Regions from separate parts of the Triticum aestivum genome. Here all the other regions are linked to region 3. A link is a contact called in public Hi-C data. All regions are on one chromosome and are shown on one strand. Each heading gives the region's core, a stretch centred on a gene start, on an enhancer-like site or on the middle of the called end of the contact. The rest is flanking DNA. Distances are from core to core; before and after follow the strand shown.

Evidence for each region. Hi-C and Micro-C count contacts between places; a contact is called where the count stands out from the background.
Region 1: a contact with region 3 is called in a Hi-C map of leaf, with 3 times the contacts expected there. The contact joins the promoter of LOC123182651 here to the promoter of LOC100270668 in region 3. A contact is called at or near these places in 3 of 5 Hi-C or Micro-C datasets (all in leaf).
Region 2: a Hi-C map of leaf shows a contact between it and region 3, with 5 times the contacts expected there. The contact joins the promoter of LOC123182650 here to the promoter of LOC100270668 in region 3. A contact is called at or near these places in 2 of 5 Hi-C or Micro-C datasets (both in leaf).

What each region holds. Positions count from the first base shown.
Region 1 is chr1D:432,965,431-432,969,520 of IWGSC CS RefSeq v2.1, forward strand. LOC123182651 (homeobox protein HOX1A) reads right to left here and starts at 1,956. Exons shown (of 12, transcript XM_044595295.1): 1 at 1,821-1,956; 2 at 219-847. The coding sequence starts at 718.
Region 2 is chr1D:432,874,447-432,879,037 of IWGSC CS RefSeq v2.1, forward strand. LOC123182650 (VQ motif-containing protein 4) reads right to left here and starts at 1,790. Exons shown (of 1, transcript XM_044595293.1): 1 at 718-1,790. The coding sequence starts at 1,686. The coding sequence ends at 958.
Region 3 is chr1D:433,373,431-433,377,549 of IWGSC CS RefSeq v2.1, forward strand. It overlaps LOC100270668 (alpha,alpha-trehalose-phosphate synthase [UDP-forming] 1), which reads right to left and starts at 1,697. Exons shown (of 19, transcript XM_044595297.1): 1 at 1,570-1,697; 2 at 1,398-1,465; 3 at 104-648; 4 at 1-6. The coding sequence starts at 1,581.

The DNA of each region.
Region 1 (4,090 bases), core at 706-3,205, 410 kb before region 3:
CAATAACTGCAGTACGATGGGATAACAACCGAGTTGGGCTAAGATCAGCGCAAACAGATAAATGCACCTTACAATCGGGAAATTTTGCTAACTAAAACACCTTATAGAACGAACAGAAGGGGTAATAACAAATGAAACTTTAGCTACGAATGCAAAGGTGAATTCAGGAGAAGACGCCAGCAAATCAAATCAAATACATGAATAGAGAGGTGGCGAACCTTTGATTTTTCCAGCCTTCACTGGCATATGCTTCAAGAAAACTTTGGTGATAGTTCATCCGATTCAAAATGTATCTAATTCGCTTACGAATTTTCGATAACTCATCGTCCGGACCACCCTTTGTGGGTCTATCCCTCTTTATTCTTTTAGCAGCTGGTTTTACTAGAGTGTCCACAGAGTCGCTAGGTGGCTTCTTTGCGGCTCTTTCTGTTGGAGTTTGCACAGCGTCACTAGGTGACTTATCTGCAACTGATCTAGAACGAAGAACCCTGACAGTACTCTCAGATGACTTCAAAGGATAAGTTCTACTTGACAATACTCGGGAGCCTTTCCTTCCCCTGTTAGCTGCCCTTTTGAAATTTTTCCTTTCCCCCGACAGGGATGTGTACGGAAAAGGAAAACTTTGATGCTTAAGGGCCTCAGGGTTCAGGCTAGAGTTTGCATAACTCCGAGTCTCAATAGTGTCCTCAGCACAGCCAGAAGTATTGCTTTTGTCCATCTGATGGCGGCCAGAAATTATTTATATTCTAGTAAAAGAAAGAAGACGGCTTCGGAAAATTGTCTTCTTGCAGAGCGCAGTTGCAACAGAATATGGATCTGTATGTAGTTGCACCAAATGAACCAGCACCTGCAGCAAGTACACAAAGTATAATCAACATTTGTGGTTGTAAGAACTGATCACATATAACTTATCAAGCATTGATAGCTAACTTTGCATCTTCAAAAATTTTAAAGCCAGTACATTCATTCCATTACCAATACAAGATGTGCTTCATACTAAGTCATCTTCAGAATGGTACGCGCCTACGAGCGATTCACGCACATCTAAATAGCACATTGTTGCAATGAATGTGCGTTAAAAATCAGATCTACTGCTGCCAAGACAGGTGACTTGTTCTGAATGACAATAATTTATACCAGCACCCACCTGGCCAGCAATATCAGCAATGTACTACTCCCTCCGTCCCATAATATAAGAGTCTTTTTGACACTAGTGTAGTGTCAAAAACGCTATATTATGGGACGGAGGGAGTACCATTTTCAATCCTACAGCTTTCTGTAATTTGCTACAGACAGTGACCAACTTCCGCAGTTGGCACTATCCATGAAACCGTCTCAGAACTTGAACAGCACATCTCACACAATCTATAGTTGAAATCAGCCGAACTTGTTTGCTTACCCAAGGGCTAAGGGGGCCAATGGCAAGCAATTATGATTTCCAGTTGGGCAATCAGCCGAATCAACCAAATACAGAGCCCCGACTACCTGATCTAGCATGAGAAAACCATCAAAACCCTAGAAACCACGCCCCCTCTTCTAAACCGAACTCCCGAACCAATCCATCAACCACCGCTACGCGGAATCACTAAGCCCGCACAGCCACGACTGAAACCCAAAACTACCGAACACCAGCGCACGAATCGCCCCCAGACCCACCGCCCTCGCGGAGACTAGGGCGCCGCGAACCACCGCTGCGCGAAATCTACCTTGAATGTTTGGATTTGGCCGCGGCGGGAGCTAAGAGACGGGGTCGAGGGAGTCGGGCGGGGGTGGCGGAGCGGGGCGGGGCGGGGAGGAAGGGAGGCGGACCGGGTACTCACCGCGCTGGCGTCCGCCGCCGCCCGGAGAGGCGGCGATGGTCTGTCGCGGAGCACGACGGGGCGCTTCCTCGCGCGGACGGAGTGACGTGAGCGATTGGGGGCGAGCGGAAACTGAAAATAAAAGGCACGAGGTGCGCGGCGCTGCTCCCAAACTGCCCCGCGGTAGGGTTTTTTTTTAGGCAAAACGGCCCCGCGGTAGGTTTTTTTTTTTGAGGGAAAAAAAAAACGGCCCCGCGGTAGGTGGCGTATGGCCTCTCGGCTCGGCCCATTTGTCCGCATGAGAGGGGGAGCTGTTTGGGCCCACCGAGAGAATTGTGCAACGTTTTAGGAGGTGGATACTGGCTCATTTAGGCCCTGCCAACAGAGAGAGTTCTGACGAAGGGAGCCCTGGTGTTTCCTATTTGGCGCTTCTATATGGGCTCGGCCCATCTTGCTATTTTTTTCTGGTGCGGCGCTGCTCCCAAACTGCCCCGCGGTAGGGTTTTTTTTAGGCAAAACGGCCCCGCGGTAGGTTTTTTTTTAGGGAAAAAAAAAACAAACGGCCCGACCTCCTGCTCGAGGGGAGGCTACACTAACCACCAGCCAGATGCTTTCTCACGTGCTCAGTTTCACATTCTTCAACATTTTCTTCTATGTCTTTTTCTCTTTTCTTTTTTCATTTTTCTTTCTATTTTGGACCGATTTTGTTCAGCACTTTTTTTCTAAATTGAATGAACTTTTTTTCAAATTCCATGAACTTTTTTCAAATTTACGCTTTCTTGTTTTCAGATAATTTATATTGGGTGAATGTTAATGTTTTACTACACGAAAAGGTTAACTAGAAATGTTTTCTAGTGGTAGACAACAAAATTAGTTTGTTCTAGTGGTTAGTGCGGTGCGCTTGCAACATTGTGATCGCGAGTTCAAATCCCAGCGATCCCTATTATTTATGTCATTCGCTTGTAGCCAAACCTTGGAACACAGCCACTAGGCCGTACTTCCTTAGTTGCTGTTTTTTAGGACAAACAACCCTTATTATATACACAGCCTATTATGCGTATTATTTTATGATAAAATAAAAAATGAATGCACCATATAAAAACGTGAATTTTAGGAAAGTTCGTAAAATTGAAAAAGGTGCGGAAACTGAAGTAAATCTTGAATTTGAGAAAAAACACGAATATTAAAAAAAAATCACAAAATTTAGGAAAAAATACATGAAATATTGATTAAAAAATCACAAATTTGAAAAAAGTTCATCGATTTTGAAAAAAGTTCATCGATTTTGAAAAAAGTTCACAGATTTTGAAAAAAAATTCATCAATTTTGAAAAAAGTTCATCAAAATTGAAAAAAAATAGTTCACTGATTTTGAAAAGGTTCGCCAATTTTGAAAAGGTTTATCGATTTAGAAAAAGTTCATCAAATTTGAAAAAAATAGTTCACTAATTTTGAAAAAGTTCATCAATTTTGAAAAAAGTTCATCAACTTTGAAAAAAATAGTTCACTGATTTTGAAAAAAGTCCGTCGATTTTGAAAAGGTTCATCGATTTTGAAAAAAGTTCTCCAAAAATGAAAAAAATATCACCGATTTGGAAAAATGTTAATCAAAATTAAGAAAAAGTTCATCGAAATTGAAAAATAGTTCATCAAATTTGAAAATAAGTTCACAAATTTTTAAAAAGTTCATCCATTTTAACAAAAAAGTATGCAAACCAGGAAGAATAAAAAGGAGGAAAGATGAAAAGAATGGAAAGCTGAAATTTGTCACTTGAGGTCTGGTGGCGGGGTTGTTGGCGCATTGTAGCTCCTGGGAGGAGGTCGCCGGTTCGAGTCGCAATACATACTTCTTTTCGTTTTGAAAAACAGAAGCAATTAGATGGGCCGGCCCAGTTGCCAGCGCTGCAGGCGCCAGTTTGCAAAATGAGCTTTAACTGGCGCTGGAGGCGCCAAATAGGAAACGCCTCTGACGAAATTACTAATTAAGATTACTCCTTTCAAAGATCACTCCCATCTCCTCTGCGTCACTTGTCGCAACCTGAAAGTTTTTTTTTTTCGTACATCCGTTTATTCAAAATGTTTTCTCTCTTAAACCGTGCATCTATATCTCTAACCGTTTTCACCATTAGATTCCTGACGTCCAGATCTTCAAAACTAGATCCTATGTTGATAGGTTTTGACGAACTTTTTTTCACGAAAAAAATCAAACAAAAAACGGACGGAAAAAGCAAATTGGGAGCACTTTTTCCCCTTCCGAAAGAGGCACGGCCGTGCCGTTCGCGCAAGGAAAAA
Region 2 (4,591 bases), core at 540-3,039, 500 kb before region 3:
GGAGCTGCTTTGGGGAAAAGCAAAGGTGCACCGATGATGGATGGGTTGGACTGCCGGCCGGCCGGCCATCCGCCGCCGGCGCACCACCACCCGCTGTCCCGAACGGTCAACTGGACAGTCTGACTCGAACCATCCTTCCTTGTGCTGCTGGCTGGATGCATGACAACGACGTCTCCTTTGACCCGAACCAGATGCCAGATCACTAGCAGCAGCAGGGAACGCTTCAAGGCACATAAATGTAAAAGAAGAATTCAAAGTTGCAATAATTCTACGACTAGAAGTCACGGCTCGATGTGACATGACGGCTTGTTCCTGTGTTCCTTCGATCGACACTGCAATCTCTCTGAATCTACAGGAACAAGTACAGGGGGGGCACTGCCCCCCCTCTGATTCTACGCCATTGAAGAAGATACTCTGACTCTTTCGGCCTTGTCAGGGAATTTAATCACAGACACTGAGGAGAATTCTGGAAGAATTCCTTTGTTCCATCTTGTGTCAGGATGGATGCTTAGATAGATTTGGGAAGAATTCTGAATGCTGCAACCATTATTAGGACTGTAGATGGTTCGTATCTTAGCGGAAATTAAGCTTTGGTAGCGCAACTTAAAAGACGAGAGATCCCGGGCCAGTGATGTGCATGCCGTTTCCATGAATGGGAAGAAAGAAAGGAATGGGAAATATTTTCCGGAAATTAACTGCATGATGAAACGGACAGAGTTAATTCTGAGAGTAAATTAGGCACAATTAGCACCGATCCACCAAGAACAGAACAGAAGAGGGCAGGGGAGGAGCTCAAAGAGTGTGATCCTTTCCGTTCCGTTCCTTCGCGAGCCGTCGCTCAACCAAGCGAGCAAAAATTACAACATACTAGCACCGAGGACGAGCTACTCCGGACAATTGATTAATAGTACGCCGCCGTCGCATGCTCTACGCGGCGGAGCGGATCGGCTCACTCGCTCACTCCGACGACGGTGCTGCGGCGGCCGAGGCGGAGGCCATCCGGGGCGAGGTGACGGGGAACAGCGGCAGCAGGCGCGGCGGGGGCTCGCCGGCGCCGCCCCGGGGCGACGGGTGCAGGAAGAAGCCCTTCCGCGCGATGGCCGCGCGCTCCGCGGCCGCCTCCTGCTCCGCCGGGGACGCCGACGCGGACCGGTTGAAGGGGTCGGACACCAGCGGCGTGACGGGGCTGAGCGCCAGCGACGGGAAGTCGAGCACGCTGGGCGACAGCAGCTCCGGCAGCGCCTTCCTCGGCGACGCCCCCGCGGCGGCCGCCATGGCGAGCGGCGCGATCATCTTGAGGTTCTTCATGCTGCTCCGGCGCTCGTAGAGCTTGAAAGCCGGCTTCTTGGGCCGGCACGGGGCGCCGGCCTTGCTGTTGGCGGCCGCGGGGGGCCTCTGGGCCTGGGCCTGCGGCTGCAAGGACGGCGCCGGCGGCGGCATGTCGGCGCCGGTGAGCATCTGGACGACCTGCTTGAAGGAGGCGGTGTCGGCCTGGACGAAGGTGGTGGGGAAGGGGGTGGTGTCGATGGTGCGCGGCACGGGCCTCGGGGACGGCGGCAGCGGGCTGGGGCGGTGGTGGGAGGGCGACGCGGCGGAGGACGGCGAGGAGGAGGAGGTGGAGGAGGACGGGGAGTTGGGGTCCCGCGGCGCCATGGGGAGGAGTTGCTTGGGCGCGGCAACTTCCATTGTTGGTTGGTTGGTTTCGTCGGGGATGGATGAAGGAGGGAGGAAGGGGGGAAGGGGCTGGGTTCAGGGACGGCAGAGGGAGTGGGAATAAGAAGGGGAGGGAGCGAGGGAGTTGTGATGCATATAGTGTTATTTATTTATTCTCCCTTTGACCGTGAGGTGATGCACATAGTTGGTGTGTGGGGCTTGACATGTCCGTTCCGCGCTCCCATATTTTCTTGCCGGTTTTCAGTTCACCAATTCTCTTTTCCTAAAAAGTCTTTTCATTTTCTTGGGTAGCCTTTTTCTTTCTACTTTGTCATGGTATTGTTGTGCTTGTGCCATGGAAAACTATTTTAGTTTTCGAAAATATACCTACCATAAGAGGTGAAATTGTGAGGGTACCATTGACGCTACGCTCAACATTTGAATCCCGGTTTTTTAGAGCACTCTAGTACCATAAGGTGGAATTGTGAGAGATGTGGAAAAAAGAGAGGTGGTGTTGTAAGGATAGGACTGCACTTTGATCTCGACTTCAAATCAGTGTGAACCTCCAAAATTGTATCTGGCTTCCATCAATTGTAAACATGTTTTTTGGGATGTACTCAAGTTCGAACGCATGGTCAGGCGAAGGCGGAGGGAGGGGGGGGTAGATTGCAGCTATTGTCAAGTTACCGGATCAACGGAAAAATGGGAAACGTCGGGGCATGGTGGATGAGAAGGAGGGGGCGGGGTAAATTGCAGTTATGGTCAAGTTATCATATTGGCTAAACCAGGGGAAACGTGAGAGGTATCGCGAAGGAGAAGGCGGAGGTCCGGGCTACATTACATTTATAGTCAAGTTATCGGATCGACAAAAAAACATCACGGGTGTGGTGAAGGCGGAGGTCGAGGGGGCATGGTAGGTTGCAGTTATGATCAATTTATCAAATCAGTCGAAAAAGGGGAAACATCAGAGGCGTGTTGAAAGAGAATGCAGAGGGGTAGGGTAGATTGCAATCATGGTGAAGTTATCAGATGGACCAAAAAAGGGGAAACACCAGATGTGTGGTGAAGGAGAAGGCCGAGGGGCGGACTGCAGTTATGATCAAGTTATCAGATCAACCAAAAAAGGGGGAAACATCCCAGGTGTGACGAAGGAGAAAGCGGAGGGGCATGGTAGATTGCGATCATGTGAAGTTATCAGATGGACCAAAAAAGGGGGACACCAGATGTGTGGTGGAGGAGAAGGTCGAGGGGCGGGTTAGAGTGCAGTTATGATCAAGTTATCAGATCAACCAAAAAAGGGGGAAACATACGAGGCGTGATGAAGGAGAAAGCGGAGGGGCAGGGTAGATGGCGATCATGGTGAAGTTATTAGATGAGCCAAAAAGGGGAAACACCAAACGTGTGGCGAAGGAGAAGGCTGAGAGGTTGGGTAGATTGTAGTTATGATCAAGTTATAGATCAGGCAAAAAAGGGGAGACGTCGGAGGTGTGATGAAGGAGAAAGCGGAACGACGAGGTAGATTGCAATCATGGTGAATTTAACGGATGACCAAAAAAGTGGAAACACCAGACGTGTAGTGAAGGAGAAGGCCGAGGGGCGGGGTAGACTGCAGTTATGATCAAGTTACTAGATTAGCCAAAAAAGGGAAATGTCAGAGGCCTGATGAAAGAGAAGGAGGATGGTAGGGTAGATTGCTATCATGGTGAAGTTATCACATGGACCAAAACAGTGGAAACACCAGACACATTGTGACGGAGAAGGCCCAGGGGTGGGGTAGATTGAAATTATGGTTAATTTATCATGTCGATCAAAAAAGAAAGGTCGAAAGCGAGATGTAGGCGGGGGGAGGAGCGAGTAGGTTGCTGTTGCGATCAAGATATCAAATCGGCCAAAAACGGCAAACATGGAAGGCATGATGAAGGATTGTGACGCCCCCATTCATAATTGTGCACTAATCATACACACATCTGTTGGGAAACGTAGCATGCAATTCCAAAATTTTCCTACGCTCATGCAAGATCTATCTAGGAGATGCATAGCAACGAGAGGGGGAGAATGTGTCTATGTACCCTCGTAGACCGTAAGCGGAAGTGTTTGACAACGCGGTTGATGTAGTCGAACTTCTTCTAGCTCTGACCGATCAAGTACCGAACGTATGGCACCTCTGAGTTCTGCACACGTTCAGCTCGATGATGTCCCTCGTCCTCTTGATCCAGCAAGTTGTCGAGGAAGTAGATGAGTTCCGTCAACATGACGGCGTGGTGACGGTGATGGTGAAGTGATCCGCGCAGAGCTTCGCCTAAGCACTACGAAGATATGACCGGAGGCGTAAACTGTGGAGGGGGGCACCGCACACGGCTAAAAATTGATGTTGTGTGTTCTAGGAGCCCCCCTCCCCACATATATATAGGTGGGAGAGGGAGGGGAGAGGCCATGAGGCGCCCAAGTTCTGGCCGCCGGCCCCCTTGGGGCTTCCTTGCCCTGCGCCCCCCTGTTATATTTGACGGAGGGGGAAGGAAAGAGGGGGGAGAGAGAAGGAAGTGGGAATCCTAATCCACACTTGCCTTTCTCCCTTCCTCTTTCCTTCTCCATCCATGGCCGGCCCATATGTGGGGCGCACCGGCCCCTTGTGGCTGGTGCGTTCCCCTCTTAGCCCATAAGGCCCATAGCTTTTGCCGGGGGTGCCTGAAACCCCTTCCGGTGACCCGATAAGTACCCGGTACCTCCCGGAACACTTCCGGTGTTCGAATACCATCATCCTATATATCAATCTTTACCTCTCGACCATTTCGAGACTCCTCGTCATGTCCGTGATCTCATCCGGGACTCCGAACAACATTCGGTCACCAAATCAACTCATATAATACAATATCATCATCGAACGTTAAGCGTGCGGACCCTACAGGTTCGAGAACTATGTAGACATGACCGAGACACT
Region 3 (4,119 bases), core at 447-2,946:
TCACACCTGCGAAGTCAGAAAATTCAGTACATGCAGCTGCTGCTAGTGCAGGACTCTGATGCATGCATCGCTCCGGCACATGACATTGAGGAGAAGGGATTACCGAGGAGCGCGCTGACGAGGCCACCGGCGCTGATCTCCAGGGACCACTGATCCTCGCCGCGGCGATTGGCGGAGACGGGGAGGCGGTTGGCCACGACGAGGAGGCGCTGCTTCATGCCGCGGAGGCCGAGGCGGCGGAACCCGCTGCGGGGACCCGAGAGCGGCGGCCGCGGGGCGTGGCCCCCCGACCCGCCACCGCCACCGCCGGCGTCGTCCATGCTGGCGTGCGGGCCGCCCTCGGGGCGCGACTGGGCGCCGCAGTCGGCGAGGGAGGCCGCGGCGGGCTCCGCGACGTCCGTGTCCATGGCGTCGGGGGACGCGGCGGTGGGCAGGTGGTGGCGCCGGCCGCTGCCCCGGAGCACGCGCTCGATGGCGCTCGGCGAGGCGCCGCCGTCGTTGGAGAAGGGCGAGGAGTCGGGGGCGTTGGAGGACGGGGTCGGCATGGCTTCGTCGCCCAGCCTGCTTCTTCTTCTGCTGATGATGTTGCTGCCCGCGGCGTCAGTGCTCATGAACTTCCCAGACGACTCCCCCGCCGGATGATTCGTCCTGCAGCATTAGGCGGGCGCGCGCGGTGAGCGACGGCGGCGCGACAAGGCAGACAAACGAGACGGCCCATCACTCATGGGCGGCGGCCGGCGGCGAGCGACGAACGGCGAACGGCGCGCGCGTCCCGAGGAGGAGGCGCGGCTGGGCTTAATTGCGCTGCTTTCCTCTCGTGTTGCGTTGTGTGACTCGTGTGCGCAGCGGCTCGCTCGCCACGGACGGACCCTGCTAAAACGGCGCGGGGTGGGGCCCGCGCGTCAGTGAGGTAGCCGCCAGCCAGGAGCACGGGCCTAGTCAAGCGCGCCGGGCCGCAGAAAATCCTCTTTTATTACGCCCACCGTTCGTCACACACACACACACACACACACACACACACACACAATTCCTCCACCTTTTTTTTCAAAAAGTTTCAAGCGCAAATACCGTAATCACGTTCCGTTCTACTTTTCCCTAAAAAAAACTGTACTCTACTACTAATAACAGGAAAAATAAACTTAACAACAACAAAAAAACTCTCCGTAACGGAAATCGAATGCGATTACAACACCCGGAGAAGGCCGGACCGTGATCGCGTTCACGGCCCATACGGCCCCCGGCATCGGAACTACCAATCTAATCTACTAGTCCCCGGTGAGATCGGCGGGAACCACCCTGCCCGCCGGCCTTGATCCGTCCAAGCGAGGCGGCGCCGCCGCACGGGCGAACGAGAAGCGAGAAGAAAAGGGACGACGCGGTACAGATCAACAACTCACCCTATATCAAGGCCGCCTTCGCCGCCTCGCTCTGCTCTGCAATGGGACGAGACTCCGACTCCGGCCGGCTGGTTACAACAAGAGTGAGAGATGTGATGAACTCGTCCGAGGGATGGGAGGGGACTAGCAGAGGAGAATACACTAGGGAGGGAGAGGGGGAGGGGGGTGGTACCTCATGCAACATGCAAGAAGGGCCGCCACGCCTGGAACTCGCACCCTTGTTTGAGAGCACGAGCCGATATGTGCAGGTCGGGGTGGGGGCGATTGGCACCTTTTTATAGGATCGCTGGGCCTGGGATCCAGCTAGCAGCACCTCGAATCCACGAACCGTATTTATATAAAGAAAAAGGAACCGGCTGCGCGTATATTTGCGAAACTGTCCCTCCTGCCCGGCAGGGCTGCAGCCCTCGGGCCTAGAGGTGTTTAGTGTAAATCATCGTGTATTCCAGGCCCTGCTTTTAATTTGCTCTTGTAATGGAATGGAATGCTAGTAGTAGACTAGAAGAGAAAGGAAATACATGACAATGTACCTTTTTAAGGGAGACTATAAAAATGTTCTATATGAGCTAGAGAAATATGTGACTGCTATAAATGAAAACATACATACCAATTTAAAAATCATAGCTTATAGTTTGACGAAAAAATGAAAGTAAGAAATGTACTCAACCATAATTCTTGTTCGTTCATGAATATTCCTAGGAATCATTTTCTGTTTTTAAAATTCCATATTTTCCATATTTCTTAAGTTCTCTACACAATAGTTTGTCTTCATATTCTTGTTTTCATGTTTTGTAGTAACTTTTTTCCTTATTACTATGCTTTCACATGTGCAGAATCACCGTTGTGTCATCCATCAAAGTACTTCAACGTCGGGAAGAATGGTATCACCCCGTGTGAGCTCACAACTACGTGTGCATGAGGCCATGGAGAACGGACGGCGGGCCAACGACGTGGGGCTGGACATGGATGCACCGACCCTCATGGAGTTCATGGTATTATGGCAGCGCGTTGGAAACATACAAATACAAGTTGGGATTCCGAATGTCACCAAGTGGGCTTGGGAGCCGGGTGGCGCTTACACTGCTCGATTGGCGTACGCAACATTGTTCATGGGAAGACAGCTTGCCCCCACGGCTGATTCCACGTGGAAGTCCCCCCCCCCCCCCCGCAGTGTCGGTTCTTTGTTTGGCTCGCCATGAAGAATCGTTGTTGGACCTCCGATCGTTTGGCTAGACGTGGACTGCCGCATCAGGATACTTGCCCACTTTGCAACCAGGAGAATGAAACCATGAGTCATATCATGTTGTAATGCGTCTTCTCGAGAGCCTTCTGGTTACAGCTGTGCACAGCTCTGTACAAGCCGGACTGGACCCCCACACAGACAAGCGCCCTCCCTATTTGGATCTTGGGCAAGTGCATCCAAGGCATGCATGACAAGGATTTGCGAGCTTTGCTCACACTGGCCTTTTGGGAGTTGTGGAAGCACTGGAACATGATTGTTTTTTACGGTGAGTCGCCATCTTTGCAGCGGTTGCTAGGCAGGGTTCTTGTTGAGGGTAGAGCTTGGAGGATGGCGGGATTGTTGAGAACACCGGGCTTAGAGCTCCTCTTCTCGCGGATTCAAATGTGGGTGTCGAATGAGACGTAGATTTGTGTGTTAGCATGGAGTAGACGGGTGTGTTGTAACACCCTCGATGGAGGGCTCTTGTACCCTTTCTCTCTCTCTCAATATATATATGATATGCATGCTATGCGTATTCGACAAAAAAAGAAACATCGGGAGAAAGGGAACAAAGTTATCTAGTTTTAAGAGTTGGGGTTTATGTTATTCATATTCAAATTCCTGGACCAAAGTTGGACTCAAGGAATAGTTGAGGGGTGAAATGAATGAATTCCTAGCATGTTCAGAAAAAAGGCCATGACAACCCTGCTTCTATAAGAAGAATGGGGGATCCAGCTGGGACTAACTAGCCGGTACAATACAAAACCCAGCATCATGCATGTCGTTTGTTGATAGCAGAAACCACTCAAAAGATATGAACAAGCCCGACACGTGCACAAGCCAGCTAAAAGCATAAAGAACCCGGAATTAGCCAATGCCTTGACGCATGCCACAGATGAACTACAGCTCCCATCTGCTTACGCATGCATCTTCTCATTGGCTGAGATCATCGTGTATCTATACGATTTGCCTACAACAAAAGCATCCATCGCCCAAGTAAAGCAACAAAATTTATGAGACTTTTGAACTGGTGTAGAAGGTAGTTTCAACTCTGGCTTAGGGCTGCTACGTGTCGGCCGGCTTTTAAAAGATTCGTCGCCTTGCGAGCGATTGGATGACGAGTTTCGCAACCATATGATCTCCTCCTATAGCCACATTACTTTGCAACAATGAGCATGTTGTGCAAGCCCCTTTGCAACACAACCTTTGTTGCAATTCTTCGCAACAGGGGCGGTGGGGACGTTTTTGCAAAAAGCCTCTTTGCAACACAGATGTTGTCGCGAAGCCCGCGAATGACTTGCCAAGTCCTTTGCAATATGTATGTTGTTGAAAAATCCCCTTTGCAACATGATCCTTGTTGCAAAAAAAACATCTCCGCCGGTGCCTGATCGCCATTGCAACCCTTGTTGCAAAACTCTGTTGGGCACCCCCCCCCCCACACACACACACACCCTTGTCTCCCTCGCACAACCGTGTTGACCATCCGGCGGCCATGGACTT